Regions from separate parts of the Rattus norvegicus genome. Here region 2 is linked to region 1. The links are chromatin contacts, called in public Hi-C maps. All regions are on one chromosome and are shown on one strand. The core of a region is the stretch at or near the end of the contact, and the rest is flanking DNA. Distances in the headings are between cores, read along the strand shown.

Region 1 (7,106 bases), core at 2,726-5,225:
AACTGATGGACAAAATCTGTTCTTGACCTTTTCAGGTACAAAGAAAACCATTTTCCTTGTAAGAACCTATATTCCAGCAGCAAGCTTCCCAACAAAGAAGGGAAATCACTTGAGGGAGAAAGTGTGTTTATAAACATGGTCCTCAGGTCCCACCTCAGATTTACTGAGTGGATTCCAGAAATGGAACTCTTGGATCTAAATTTAAATTTTAAATATAACTTTAAAGCATCTCGTGTAATTCTATAGGTAATAATATTTGAGAACCACGGCTCTGGTGGTCTGAGAGACATGCACAAAAACATGTCAGGGAAAAAAATATCAATTGGGGAGATTGTCTTTTAGAGACACAGGAAAAAAAAGAGAAGAAAGAGCAAGTGTATCTAGCCAAAGCCCACACTGGGTAACTGAGAGCTGGAGACCCTCTTTACCTCCTGATCCCTATTGTCTAGAAGTGGAGGCAGCTTAATGTAGCCTTGGCTAGTGTTTTTCTCCTAGAGTACGTGAGATATTCAAGGTCAGAAATATGATGCACGGTGTGTGCGTAGCACAATAAACATTTGACTAAGGGTGGGGTGAGAACTGTTTTCTGATAAAAAAAATAATTCATCAGAAAAATACAATTCTGAGAATCATATAAAACAAAACCAAAGGGAAACTGTCCCGGTCTAGCTCCTAATATTAGATCTGCCATTTCTTTGTTCCCACAGGAATTAATTGTGTATCAATTTAATATAGTTGGAGGGTTTTTTTTATTACTTATACCTTTGGGTTTGAGATTTCGGCTTTCTGACCTGAGAATGCTTTATGTATGTATATAATGTGCTGTTTCCAAAATGTGCAGTTTACAAAACTGCAAAGACTCGATGACTCATTAATGAGTTTGTTGACCGTTAATCATTTATTCAAGTCTCTGTGTGGAGGCTCAGCTTGCTCATCTGTAAAATGGGTGCCAGACTGTATTTCATTAAACCAAAATGTGCAAGGCCTTGCAAGAACTTTCGGAAATAAATGGGATTATCGAGCCACTGAAGAGGCTAGGGAGAAAAATAAATGACTAGGTTCTGGGACCAATTCTACACGTGCCGAAGGGGTAGATGGGGTATCTAAGGGAGTATCTAAAGGAGCAGAGGACTTTACAGTGAAAACGTTGTTCCATGCATACTACGTACATTGAGTCTACACTGGCTACGGATCATAAGGGAGGGTTTACCTGAAGCAATGAAGGCTTCGTGATGGGAGAGCAACTAGAGAAGAAGCCAAGGCCTCTGGATTGGTTAATGCTGCAAGGAGCATTCGCTGGTACCTAGGCAGTCAGAGCAGCTCTGAGCGAAGCTTTAGATGTACAATCAAGAACAGAAAAATGGCCTTTCATTCTTTGGGGCCTACATCTTGTTACCGAATAACATCCCACACCATTTGTCTTTTCTCACATCCCCTGGCCTTTTGTAATCAAATGTAGGACACCTCCGAAGTTTTCTCTTATCAATCTGTCTTCCCAGTCTGGGCTTTTTCCACTCATCCACGGTGCTTCCCACACTAGCGTCTAACTGAGGTTTATGTGGGAGAATCGTATGGGATAATTTTTGTAAAAGTGCTCCGTAAGCTGTAAAGCACTGTACAGATGAAGTGGATTATTATGAGTCTTTTATGAAACTCAGCCACAAAGATGCAAGGTGACCCAGAAAAGGAGAAAAAGAAGAGGGTAAAGAAGAAGAGGGGGAGGAATAAGAACAACGACGACAGCAACAACAGTAACAATAAGAAAACAGGGTAGGCAAATTTGAAACCCATCTACAGTGCTGGAACATAATCTTACATACGAAGTCAGTAGATTCTCATAGGTACTGGGGGAGTGAAGAAAAACTCAAAAAAAGTAGTTTATACCTCTGCCATATCAGCAAGGAGGAAGGCCAGGCACTTAGAAGTCAAGGATGGCTTCATCTTCCCAAACACGATCAGAATGCACCCAGGAACTTGAAAGTCACTTGACAGGAACAAACACTAACTACATCTAATAGGGTATCCCCGCCACCGCTGCCACCGCCACCACTGCCACCGCCGCCCTGCCCCATGCCAGTACACAGTGAAAACGGGTTGATCCTTACCTTCGGTCCATCAAACGCAGTCTTGTACAAACAGCAGAACTAACAGTGGGTTTTTTTTTTCCCTGAATCTGGTTCATGGTGGATCGGTGCACCTGTCCCCAGCCACCTCTGGAGGAAGCAAGGTCCACAGAACGTTGAGCGCCTGAGAGCTCTGTTTTGGATCTGGAAGCACAATTTTAGTGATACTTGATTTTTTAAGCCAAACCAGCCTCATCTTCTAATAATATCCCCACCCAATGCAAACAGGAAAGAATATAGAGAAGGGGGTATTATTTATTTGCGGTATAAAACAACTCTGTAGAATTCTTTTGTTCGTTTCCTAAGATAGGTAGGATATGACCCAAATTTAAATATTCCAATTATATTACATATAACTTTTGACACAGACATTTGTAGAGTAAGACAAACCCACATTGGGAAACACCAAACTTAAAAATATGCAGGAGAAAAATATTTTCTTCTGGGTGGGTCTTAATTACCATTTTCCCCAATTGCAAATAATTTTTTTTGCTGGGTGACATTTCCAAAATAGGGTTTTTCTCCCCATTGTTGAAATGAAGCAAATAAGTTTCCTTTCGGAGTCACAGAAATGCCCAACAGTTAAAAAAACAAAAACAAAAACAAAAAAACAAAAACCCATGTTTTTCATTGGCCCCTTGCCTGTCTTTTCCCTGGGCAGCCTTGCCTGTGGCTCTTCTATCTAGGAAGGCCCCTGGGGCTGCCTGATGGAACTTATTGTAGAACTATTTTGTGCAGTCAGGATTAATTCTTCAAACTCTCAGAGACCACCCAGAACATGACCGATCTTTGGCAACTGTCTACTGTTTTCCCCAGTGCTGGGTTAGCTGTTTGCTGATTAACTGACCCTGGTTTCTGACTATTTGAGAAGATATGGGGTGTATTTCTTCTAGTAGTTTGTTATTTTAAGATGAAAGGAGGAAGAAACCTCTCATCAAAAACCTTTGAAGAATTCATTTTTACCGGTTTGTGTTCTGGGAATACAAGAATTCGAGAACCAAGCAAGACCATCGGTTCATCATATAGAGAAAAATTTAAGGGAGCAAGAGGCTCTCATGAAACACTGTCCCTGGGCCTTTGGCATCAAGCCATCCTAGGATGGTAACCATCTCTAGCAACAGAGGCTGTGGGAATCTCGCGGTAAGGCTCACATTGGCTAAGGGAGGCAAAAACTCCTGAGGAACAGGCCGTGCCTCTTCTCAGCCTGCTGCGTTCCTCTCTGCGAGCCCAGTCTGTATACACTAGATGCTCCATAATGCAGACCCAAGTCACTGAGCCCTGGCACGTTATTATGGAGTGCGCGGGTTTATCCTGACCCACTACCTCCTCACATCTGCTGAGGCACCATAGCTCGGCTAGGGGCTATACACCTCCAGCTGCGCAGGAGAACAATCAGAAAGGCGATCTGCCGGAGACAGGACTCAGAGCCCGAGGGACCAGGAAGCTGGAGGCTGGGGCCAAGGGCTGGGGACCACCTGACCGCCGCGCTGGGGTTGACAGGAGGCGGGCCGGGCGCGCGAGACCCGCCAGGGTGGGGCGGGGTGGGGCGCAGGCGCGCGCCCGGCGCCAGGCCCCTCCCTCCCGAGCCCGCACGTTCCCGAAGCTGCGGGGGAGGGGACCCGAGAGCGGGCGGCGCCTCGCGCGCGCGCGCGCCCGCCGGCTGACGCGTCCCGCGGGCATGCGCGCCGCCCCCGCCCGCGCCGTCCCCCGGGCCCTGGCGCGCGGCCCTGTGACGTCAGCGGGCGCCTGGAGGAGCTGCGCAGGACCAAGCGCACTCGCGCGCTGCGCTCGCCTCATCTCCCCCCCCCCCACCTCCCGCCCGGCCCGGCACGCGCGCGTGCCCTGCCCTCCCTGCCCGCCTCTTCTCGCGCTCCCCGCTGGCCGCGGCTCTCTCGCGCTCTCCCTGTCTCCTGTCCGCTCCGCCGAGCGATGCGAGTTCTGGGCCCCGGCGACGCCGCCTCCAGCTAGAGATCTGCACCCCTCACCCCCGGCCCGGCCCTCTGCCCAGCCCTGCCCTGCGCGCGGGGGTCGGAGAAGGCGCCGCGGACGCACCGACGGCCGAGGAGCGGCGATGCACATGCACTAGCGGCACCCCCTAACTCACTCCCTCCACACCCCGCGCCGCCGCCGCCGCCACCGCCTCCGCCTCCGCCTCCTCCTCCGCCTCCGGCAGCCGCGGCAGAAGGACCCACCCTGCCCCCCACCCCACCCTCCGCCGGCTCCGGCTGCGGATCCAGCCTCGACTCCTATTTTATTTATTTTGGGTCGTGCACTAGTCTCGGTGCCTGCAACCCGCGCCTCCCGGGCCCGCGGGCGCCTCCTCTCTCGGCTCCGGAGCCCCAGACCCCGGCCACCCTCACCTCGACACCCCCAGACCCCAGCCAGCCGCCGCTAATCTTCGCCGCTGGAATCTTGATAGAGGCTGTCCTTTTGGGGGGATTCTGGTCTTTCGACAATTTTGTTCCCAACCAAGGAAAGGATATCGTGATTTTCTCCCCTTTGAGCCCAGGCTCTGCTCTGTGGGGGGGTGGGGGGCGCGCCGACCCGAGGAGTCGTGCCAGCCGAGTCGTGCGGGCTGTGGCAGGGAAGGGGCCACCATGGGATGTACTCTGAGCGCAGAGGAGAGAGCCGCCCTCGAGCGGAGCAAGGCGATTGAGAAAAATCTCAAAGAAGATGGCATCAGCGCCGCCAAAGACGTGAAATTACTCCTGCTGGGTAAGGACCTCGGTAGCCACCCCCGCCCCTCGACCCCGGCCACAGTTCCCTACCCGACTTGCGCCCCGGGAGACCTGGTCCCGGAGTTGGCACCACCATGTGCCCAGGAGCGCCCACCCCTTGCATGCCTTGAAGCCCCCTTCCCATTTCTATGAGCTGACACTCACCAGTTTTCCCCCTTCTCTGTGTCCCAACAGGGGCTGGAGAATCAGGAAAAAGCACCATTGTGAAGCAGATGAAGTAAGTCCCTATGGCATTGGGATTTGTACTTTTATTAATAATTTTATGTCGTTTTTATTATCTTGATCAACCATAATTGCTCCCCGGTCCTGGTTTTTAATTCGTGCTCACACAGAAGAGACCCGGTTTTGCCTCCCCTCCCCCACTCCCTACGTTGGTACTGGGTTCCCCACCCCAACTCCTGGGGTCGGTGTTTTGGGGGAGGGAAGGGGAGCGCCTCTAGTTGTATGAATGACAGTGTCCGCCATATTGATCAGAACATCACACTATTAGCGTGATTATGATCATAACTCTTGCTTGTGGAGTATTTTGTGTTTTGCTGCCTCCATTTCTGTCTCTGCCTCATTTTCTTTCCCCTCCTCCTCCACCCCACCTCTCGAATCCCACTTCCCCCTGCTTCCCTCGAGGCAGTGATTTTGAACTTGACTAAAACATGGAGGGGACCCAGCCCTAGCAGATTGGGGTGGAGGATCCAGTGTTTGCTGTTCATGAGTTTGGTGCTGAATTCCTGGTAGCTGTGGCTTAGACCCTCTCCCCCCAAGAGCGAGCAAGGATTAGGGGAGGGGGCGTGCACTAGGGAGAAAGGGTGGGTTTCCAAGCGGATGTGACAGACACAGCCTCATCCAAGGCAGAGGTGGAAGGGGGAGGCTGTCTGTGTTGCTGAATGAAAGCAAGTCTCATCTGTCCTCCAGCCCCTCTCCTCCCTGACCCTCCAGGCTTTGCTCTTCTGACACCCGCAGTTTCCTGTCGCTGTGTAGCCTTTATTCTTATATTTACACTCTACTTAGGCCAGGTTCCCTGTAGTCTACTTTCAATGCGGATTTCAGGCCCTACTTGCCACCGCCCCCTTCTGCATTAGATATCAGTTTCCCCTCCTAATTAACTGGGGGTGGATTTGAGTGATGATTGAAAATTAAAACAAAATGGGATATTCCTTCCTTTCCACATTTCCCCCAATAAGGAGCCTCGCCCGTCCTTCCCCTTCTCTGGCTTGCTTCTTGCCCCATCCACTCCACAGCTCCTAGTGAGCCTACAGGCAGCTTTGCCTGGGGAGGGGTGGCTGGCAGGGAACCCGTGCATGCCTTCCGGGCCTCCTGGCCCTGCTTCCGTTGGCCTGTCAGTTCGGGACGGAGGAGTTCGTTAGGACCGTTTAGCGAGGATTCCATGTCGCTTTGCTGTGACACCTTCGTGCACACACAGCTCCTAATTAGAGGTTGCTGTGCAGTAAACAAAAATGATTATTTTTCAACTTGACAGAATAGCCGAAGTAATTGCATCCCGTAGGAAAACAATGGAAAATAAAAACCCCCTTCGAGGGAAGGTGGGTGGGAGACAAATCGTGCTTGCTGTTTCAAAACCAAGAAGCAAAAATTCTTGCATGTGTAACAGGCATGACAAGCGAGTTCCAGGCGGCGCCATGATGGTAGGGAGCCGCGACTAGGAGACAGTTTCCTCCATCTGCTTGGCATATTCTTATTTGCGTTCGAGAGCTCCCGGGGGCTTTCTTCTCACAGGCCCCTTCGGCTAGCCTCACCCTTCTGAGCCACCAGTAATTTAGCCTGGGGTTTCTCTGGGGCTTGTGCAGTCCAAATGGATGGAGAGGCGGGGCCTGGGGAATTGCTTTTTGCAACAAGGTGCATGTTGCATCTGCCTGGAGCCCTCGCGTTGTCGGGAAAATGCAAACCGCGCCACCTCTTTCTCCTTAGGGGCAGGTTTCAAAACTTCCCAAGTCTGTAATCTGCGGTGGCAGGTTGGGAGTCCGGCTGAAGCTTAGGCCTCCTGAGCTGGGGTGAGGTTTCAGGCGTTGCAAGTGGTGGACAGCGCCCAGCCGAGGCTGGAAAAGTCGATGGGGCTGAGCTTGGCGTTGCTCGGCTCCGCTCGGCCTGGCCTGGGCGCGGGGCTCGGAGGATCTCGACAGTGTTCGGAGCACAGTCGGGGTCCAAGCGGAGAGGGCCGAGCGGCTTCGGCAGCTTCGGAAAGGCCCCGAAGATATTCGGAAACCCTCGGAGAGGGGAGGGCAAACGAGGT
Region 2 (7,106 bases), core at 1,378-3,877, 240 kb before region 1:
CATCCCTAGCACTGCCTCCCACTTTGCTTCATAAGTGGGTGTTCCAGGCATAGCTGTGCCCTGGTTTATAAGGAACTCTAAGAAAAGCAGTTTTCCTAAAAATGCATAAAATAGCAGGGGTACCCTTCTCATTTCTTCAGCAGTCTTTGGTGAAAATTTTGTTACACGGAAGGCTGGAGTCATTCCCAGATTTAAGTCTGTTAATAAGAAAGAGGATAGGTGATTATAGAAGATTTACCTTCTCTGCTTTGAAATTTATTGATATCTACCTATTTTCTGTGCTGCAATATACACCTAAATCAAAGTACTATTTTCTGAATTCTCAAAGAATAATAAGAACAAGTCTGTCTTTCACAGAAGAGACTGTGTCTTTGAGGCTTCCCTGAACTCACAAACAAGCCATAAGAGGTAGAGTGAAGATCTGATGCCAAGCCTTGTTAATGGATCCTTGCTCTGTGATTGTTTTGCCTTCTTTTATATGGATGTGTTCTACCTGGTTCAACACCCTAACTTTGGATAGGAGACAACTAGAGTCCAGAGAAAGGCAGACAACTCACACAGAGAAAAATAAACCAAATTGGGTGAGAGCCCAGGAACCCCAGCCATCTGCCTCCTGCTTCATTCCAGGGCTCCTGCTCTAGACTGACCATTTGCCAATAGACCATGTCCAGCTCAGGCCCATCCCTACAGTGCTGTGAGAGCTGAGGCTGTGCTATATTGGCTCAGTGAGTGCGACAGCACCTGACCTTTCTAAATAAAATCTCTGCCTACCAAAAAGACATCAGTTCCCACTATTCTTGTTGCCTGGGCAACAAAGAGACCTTGGTTGCCACTGTCCTTGTTGCCTGGGCAGTCCCCTCTGGACTCAGCTCAGGAACCTTGAACTGAGTTGAATTGTACTCTCCCAGGTTAGGAGTGTTTATTCTCTTGGGCCAGACTGTTGTCATGTAAGAACTAGACAGTGCAGAAGGACTGAGCCACTAGAGTCCCCAGATCCTCCCCTTGCTGTCGTCAGTGTCAGTTGCCTAGCAACTGCCTTTGGCAGATGGTGGTAGAGAGAGTATGCCAATCTCTCACAGGGCTAAAAATACATTCCAGCGACGACAACGACAACAGGTCTATTTTAAAAGATTCCAGTCGCTCCCGATGTCTTCCCTGGTCTGCAAGGAACCACATTATGCCAGCCCCTCCAGGCTTCGGATCCATCTGACAATGTGGAAGGGGGCATTCAAGGAAAACAACAACAGCAGCAAACAAAAAGAAATAAACAAAACTGAAAGGCCAAGCGCAAAAGGGGTGCTCAAAACATTGTCATGGGATAGGAGAGATGAGCAGAAGAAAGGAGAGAAGAAATAGCAAAGTGGGAAGAAATATCTAGGAGCCAGCAGTGAGCCTCTTTTATCCTCATTTTTAACCCATTCAAGAGGGTGGGGTTAAGGAAGCAAGGTCATAGACCAGAGAAGCTTAGCTACAGAGGAGACAGCATTTCACAGCTGAGAAAGCAGAGGTGCTAAGCACGAAGATGAGGAACTGGTTCATAGCCCATGCTCACGGGGTATACAGTCTCTGGAGACAGGTCAGACCTCCAACTCCTAGTCAGCTTACCTGTCTAACCACCATCAGTGCAGGAGCAAGTCCTTCTGAGCATGTGTGTAGCATTTATTATTAACTACTCGTCTACATATTTGTGCATGGAGCCCTCTTTTATGCACTCACTTGTACACTCACATCTGCAGTCACCTATTGATAGCTCATATATATATATATATATATATATATATATATATATACTAACATAATACATATACATGTGGTTACTCACTTATACACTCATGTCTGTTGCCATTCATTTGTACATCCTTGTGGTGTATGTGTATAGTGCCTGTAGCCATCATACATTACATACATGCATGTGATTATACACTCACATATATATACATACATATACATGTGTATATATATGCATATATATATGTGTATATATATATTCATGCCCATAGCCATTCATTTATATGTTCACTTGTATAAGCACTCATGCATATGACCATTTATTTATGCAGCAAATATTTATTAAGTCCCCACTGCCCTATTGTACCATACTCTGGAGAAACGGTGAGGGACAAAAACAGATGGTCCTCACATCCTGTTACTTGTGGCCTCCCAGTTAAGACAGACATTGGACAGACAAGCACAAGGGTTCCTCTTGCTATAGCCATTACCATCACATCCAAGTCTGAGTTTATCTACAGTCTCTAAGTCACAGGTCATTACTTAGTTGAGACTAAAGATAAAAATAGGAGGTTCAGCTACATTTGACCTTTCAGTGTTAATAAAAATATTAAAACATAAATATGTTCCTATACTAAAGTCCAAATTTAATCACACTTCTTATATTGTCTTTCCTAGGACTGCTCTATAAAATGAAAAGAACCCTTATTTCCTTGCAGGGTTATTCTATGGATTAAAGGGCAACATGGAGATTTCTGTCCAGACACAGAGGTCCCAGTTGCCGGCCTCTCCAAGTAGGACTTGCATGGGGATTTTGCTCAGGCCAACTATTAGTCATCTCAGTAGTGGAAAGGGGGAAATGCATGCAATCTGAGCCCCTGCCCTCTAGATCTTGCCAGGGGTGATGATGCACGGTGAGAACACAGCTTTATCCTAAGGCTAAGCCAAAAGACGAGGAACGCCACATGGCGCTGGTGACAAGGGAATTGGCAAAGAAACTGAGAGCCCTGAGACTAGACAACTGTGCTTGGGGGCAGGGCAGGGTCGCCATCTCTCTGTGGGCTGCTTGTTAAGGATAAAGATGCCAAGCCTGTAGCAAAGACTTCCCAATTGGGATGTCTACTGAAGGATGTGCCCTTTAAGCAAAATCGCTGGTACAATTATGATGTATGAGAGCCACTGGCTTGAGGATTGAGGAGGAACTGTTCTCCCTAGGGAATCAAGATCACAAAAGGCCGCTGTGGAATGTAAGGTCCTGGCCTGGATCCTAGAGCAGGAGAAAAAAAAAAAAAAGATCTTAGTGAGAAACTGGGTGAAATCCAAAACACATCAGTAGCTTAGTTAATGGGATTGTGCCCATGTTAATTTCTTTGCTTTGATCGCTGTTCCGTGGTTACATAAGACGTGAGCATCAGCAAAAGCTCAGGGAAGGAGATGGGGACTCGCTGTGCTATGATTGCTACTCTTGTGTAATTCTCAAATTATTTCCAAATTAAAAGTCTAGAGGGAACAAGAAAAAAAAGCAAGTCTGCTTCAGCTGAAAGCCCATCATGGGCCTTCCCGCAGTCCCTTGACCTACCACAAACACAGTGGGAAAACTCACTACTCTAAGCCAGCATTAGCTAAGCAAGCACAGGTAACCCAGAGCCCCCCTCTCAAAATGCAAACAAAGTACCCGAGGGTGTTGTTTCTCTTCCCTGCCACTCATACTGGGGCCTAAATGTCAAGCCCAATGAATTACATTTTAATCTGTCTGTGTTATCAACCTAGCCAAGGACTTAATTGGATGCCAGGCACACCCGCTGGAACGGTTTGCATAATTCATCAGTATGGAGGCTGAAGAGGCCTTTCATCATAAGCCAGGGAAGGAGGAAGAGAGAGGAAGGAGAGAGGGAGAAAAGAGCAGGACATGAGGAGAGAGTGGAGGGGAGAAGGGGAGAGGGGAAGGGAGGACTAGAGTTGGTAAGAGAAAGGCCTCTAAGGAGAATGGAGAGAAGTTGAGGAAGAGAGAAGCCAGAGAGGAGGCAGGTCAGGGAAGGAAAGAGTAGGAAGAACAGGAAAAGGTCAGGAGAGGGTGGGATTAGGAAATGAACTCAAAATAACCTTCTCCTCAGGCAGCTGGCCATTCTGCATTGAGATCTCCTGGGAGCCTCCATTCACTCTGCCAGAAAGACTTTCCAGGTGCTCCTATAGTACGCCAGGACTGACTGTTAACATTTTACTAAAAAGTTAAACAAAATACGTGCTTGTGCAGCCATGAATCCTCTCCCTCTGTAGATAACTACTACCTGGGAGGAGTCTTGGTTGAATGGCTAAAAGGTGGATTTTTTTTTTTAAAGTCAGGCCACACCAAGAAAGTGTCTCCATCGACTAACCCATTACAGTGAAACGGTCTCCATCAACTAACCCAAACAGGACTCGAAAGCCTTCCACTTGAGCACTCTGCCATCAGACTTGCCCCAGCACTAACTCTCCACATTGCCCGCTTTTTCCTTTGTATGGCAGACCTCAATGCCCAATTATAGGAGGCACAGAGGTCATTATGCTCACAGAAAGGACAGAATAGCCTGTGCTCTGCCCAAAAGGCTGGGTTATACATTGTCTGTGGACAAGACCACACCAGATTCTCCCTCAGACCCTTATTGTAAGTTTGTTTTTCTCGATCTATAGAATTCATCATTGTGGAAGGTGTCGTGTGTAGTCAAGCTCCAGAACCCACCGTTATGGAAGGCCACTTATTCCTACAAAGAGTTTTGATGTCATTGTATACAATCTTTATTTAGCTTATTTTGTGCCTTGTTGTGCACACAGAACTGAGTTATCACCAAGTTAAAATAATGCCAGCCACTTAGTTGTAACAAACCAAACTGTCTTCTTGCCTCCTCTAGAATGTCACTTTGCTATCCTGGGTGGTCACAGAGACCACTACAAATACTAATCTGTTACAGAAAATGTCTTCTGATAGATAATAGTTTATAACAATACTTGTTTGATGTATCACAATTTCCGTGAGTCTGGAATTTGGATGGCTCCCTCTGGGGGCCCTTGAGCTCAAGTTGTTTTCTGAGACAAGCTGTTGCTTTGAGCTATGATCTCATCTGAATGTAGACAGAGGGAAATTTCGCTTCCAAACTAGCCTACGTGGCAATTGGCAGGTTTCAGGTCCTAAGTGGTCTTTGGACTATAGATTTCAGATTCTTACTCAGATCCACCACAGGCCACGGGTCTACCTCAATATCTTGTTAGGTGGGCCCATAAAGAATCAGCTAACAAATGGAGAGCTGGCTGGCCTCAGAGCATGAAACTAATACAGTAGGAAGACTCATGAGGACGGAAGCCACAATTCAATCCTTTTATAACCTGGTCTTAAAAGTGACATTCCATCACGGCTGCTGATTTATGTTTCTTAGACTAAGTCCCCTCACCAAGCCCACACTTGAGAGGAAAGGATCTCCTAGGAAATGAGTGGCAGGACTCAGGATCACAGGGTGTCATCTTAAACAGGCATCTCGGGTGAAACATGCACCTCATCTTCTTCCTCCTCCTTGAGTTTACCTTGGGAAGTAATGTTTCAGAACTGTGATAATTGTCCTCTCAATCTGGACTAGCTAAAACTAGCTAGACTAGCTCCTAGACTCCTCCTAGAGGCCTGTGGTGGATCTGAGTAAGACTCCTGCATGGTTCTCACATAGGTGGGAACTCCTAAAGACTGGGAAGGTAGGAAGGCATGGCAGTTATCAGCCTCGAACTGTCATCACAGGGAGATACATGGCCCAACAGACACAGAGAGACCTGATCACCCCACTTGCTTTCAGTCTCCCCTCCTCAGTGTCCACCTCATGGCAACAGGCAGCCTGCCAGCAACAGTCACCCAAAGCCTACAGCCCAGAGACATGCACAGTCCCAGTAAGATAGGAGTTGCCCAGAGGCAAAGTGTCTCTGTCCTCACCCTGTCCAAAAGCTTCCTCATAGCCTGACCTTGGTGACTGGATCTGCTACCATTTCAACCACAGTGAACTCTTTCCCTAAGCATTGTGGATCTGTCTCTTTTCCTGTACCTGCAATTTCTCCTTCTTGAGAAGACTTTTCTGAATTCCCCAACCCCTTTGTCTTCTAATCCCTTGTGGTGTTTTGAACAACAACAACAAAAAAAAAAAAAATGGTCCCCATAGGTTCCCTAGGGAATGGCATGATTAGGCAGTGTGGCTTTGTTGGAGTAGGTGTGACTTTGTTAGAGAATGTGGGCCATGGCGGGCAGGATTTCTTACAAGCTCAAGCCACACCCAGTGTGGCAGCTTCTTCCTGCTGCCTGCCAATCCAGATGTAGAACTCTCAGCACTTCCTCTAGTATCCTGCCTGCCTGCGCACCACCACACTTCCCTCCATGATGATAATGGACTAAACCTCTGAAACTATAAGCCAGTCTGAGTAAAGTATTTTCCTTTATAAGAGTTGCCATGGTCATAGTGTCTCTTCACAGCAATAGAACCCCAACTAAGACACCCCCTACTCCACCAGATTCTGGAAGCAATAATTAGCTGCCTTGCCTGGCTTCTTACTCTGTCTACACCCTGCACCCTGAGCTTTGTACTGCTTGCAACTAACTAATTTAGCCTCACACTAAAGGCTGTGCTTTTAGTGAGGAAGTGATCTGAAAGGCTGAGAAGATCATCCAGAACCTTATTGACAGCAAGCAACTAGAGAGAAAGAGGAATGGGAACCCCGGGTTTGCCTGCTGTCTAGTCATTCTAGTCGCCATATTGCAAAACCTCCTTCTGCTGAACTTGGACTTGGGTGTTGTTCAGCCTCACTTCAGTACTGTCTTCATGTCGGACCTCGGGTTGATTAAAGATGACCCACAAATACTGTATCCACTGGCTATGAAAAAGTGTATCCCTGTGTTCTCAGTTGGCCTGGTATCATCACTATGTCTGGATGAAGAGAACAGAGCAATAAGGCTTGAGTCAAGGCCAAGACCTGCTCCTCCTGGGCCTGCCTGCACTTGCCCCCCAGACTGCAGGAAGCCATCTAAAGGACACAACAGCCTCATTCCCAAGAGGTGGAGTAGGTGGATATCGGTCATCTGGTGGATTATGGATGATTGTTGACATCTAAGGGGGTTGATTGGGGTTGTTAATAGCTATGGTCAGGAAAGAAACAAAGGAAAGGGGTCTCTTTCTCTCCCTCCCCTCCATCTTTCTTTCTCTCCTATCTAGTGTTAGGGGGTGAAACTGGGGAGGGGAATGAGAGGGAAAAGAAGGGTGGATTATTGTCTGTCCTTTAGACTAAGAAAGCAATGAGTCTCAAATATTTTAGGTTGATATGGATTTTTGTATGATGGTAGAAATTTAAGGTTATATTTACCTCAACATACTGCA

Evidence for each region. A called contact is a pair of places that touch in the nucleus more often than the background predicts.
Region 2: a Hi-C map of frontal cortex shows a contact between it and region 1, with 2.7 times the contacts expected there. The contact joins the enhancer-like site here to the promoter of Gnao1 in region 1. A contact is called at or near these places in 2 of 12 Hi-C or Micro-C datasets (frontal cortex and prefrontal cortex) and 1 of 1 datasets of contacts at active chromatin or transcription factors (oligodendrocytes).

The regions. Positions count from the first base shown.
Region 1 is chr19:11,195,306-11,202,411 of GRCr8, reverse strand. Gnao1 (G protein subunit alpha o1) reads left to right here and starts at 3,975. Exons shown (of 8, transcript NM_001414910.1): 1 at 3,975-4,838; 2 at 5,036-5,078. The coding sequence starts at 4,721. It also overlaps a transcript of Ces5a not described here.
Region 2 is chr19:11,435,867-11,442,972 of GRCr8, reverse strand. It overlaps LOC134483695 (a long non-coding RNA gene), which reads right to left. Exons shown (of 2, transcript XR_010060579.1): 1 at 124-7,106. It also overlaps a transcript of Ces5a not described here. Among named protein-coding and RNA genes, the nearest start is that of Ces5a, 36 kb to the left of the region's middle. Within about 2 kb of position 2,627, at least 67 of the 93 cell types and tissues checked have an H3K27ac peak or open chromatin away from gene starts, as enhancers often do. A contact at or near this core is called in prefrontal cortex, where this site is marked.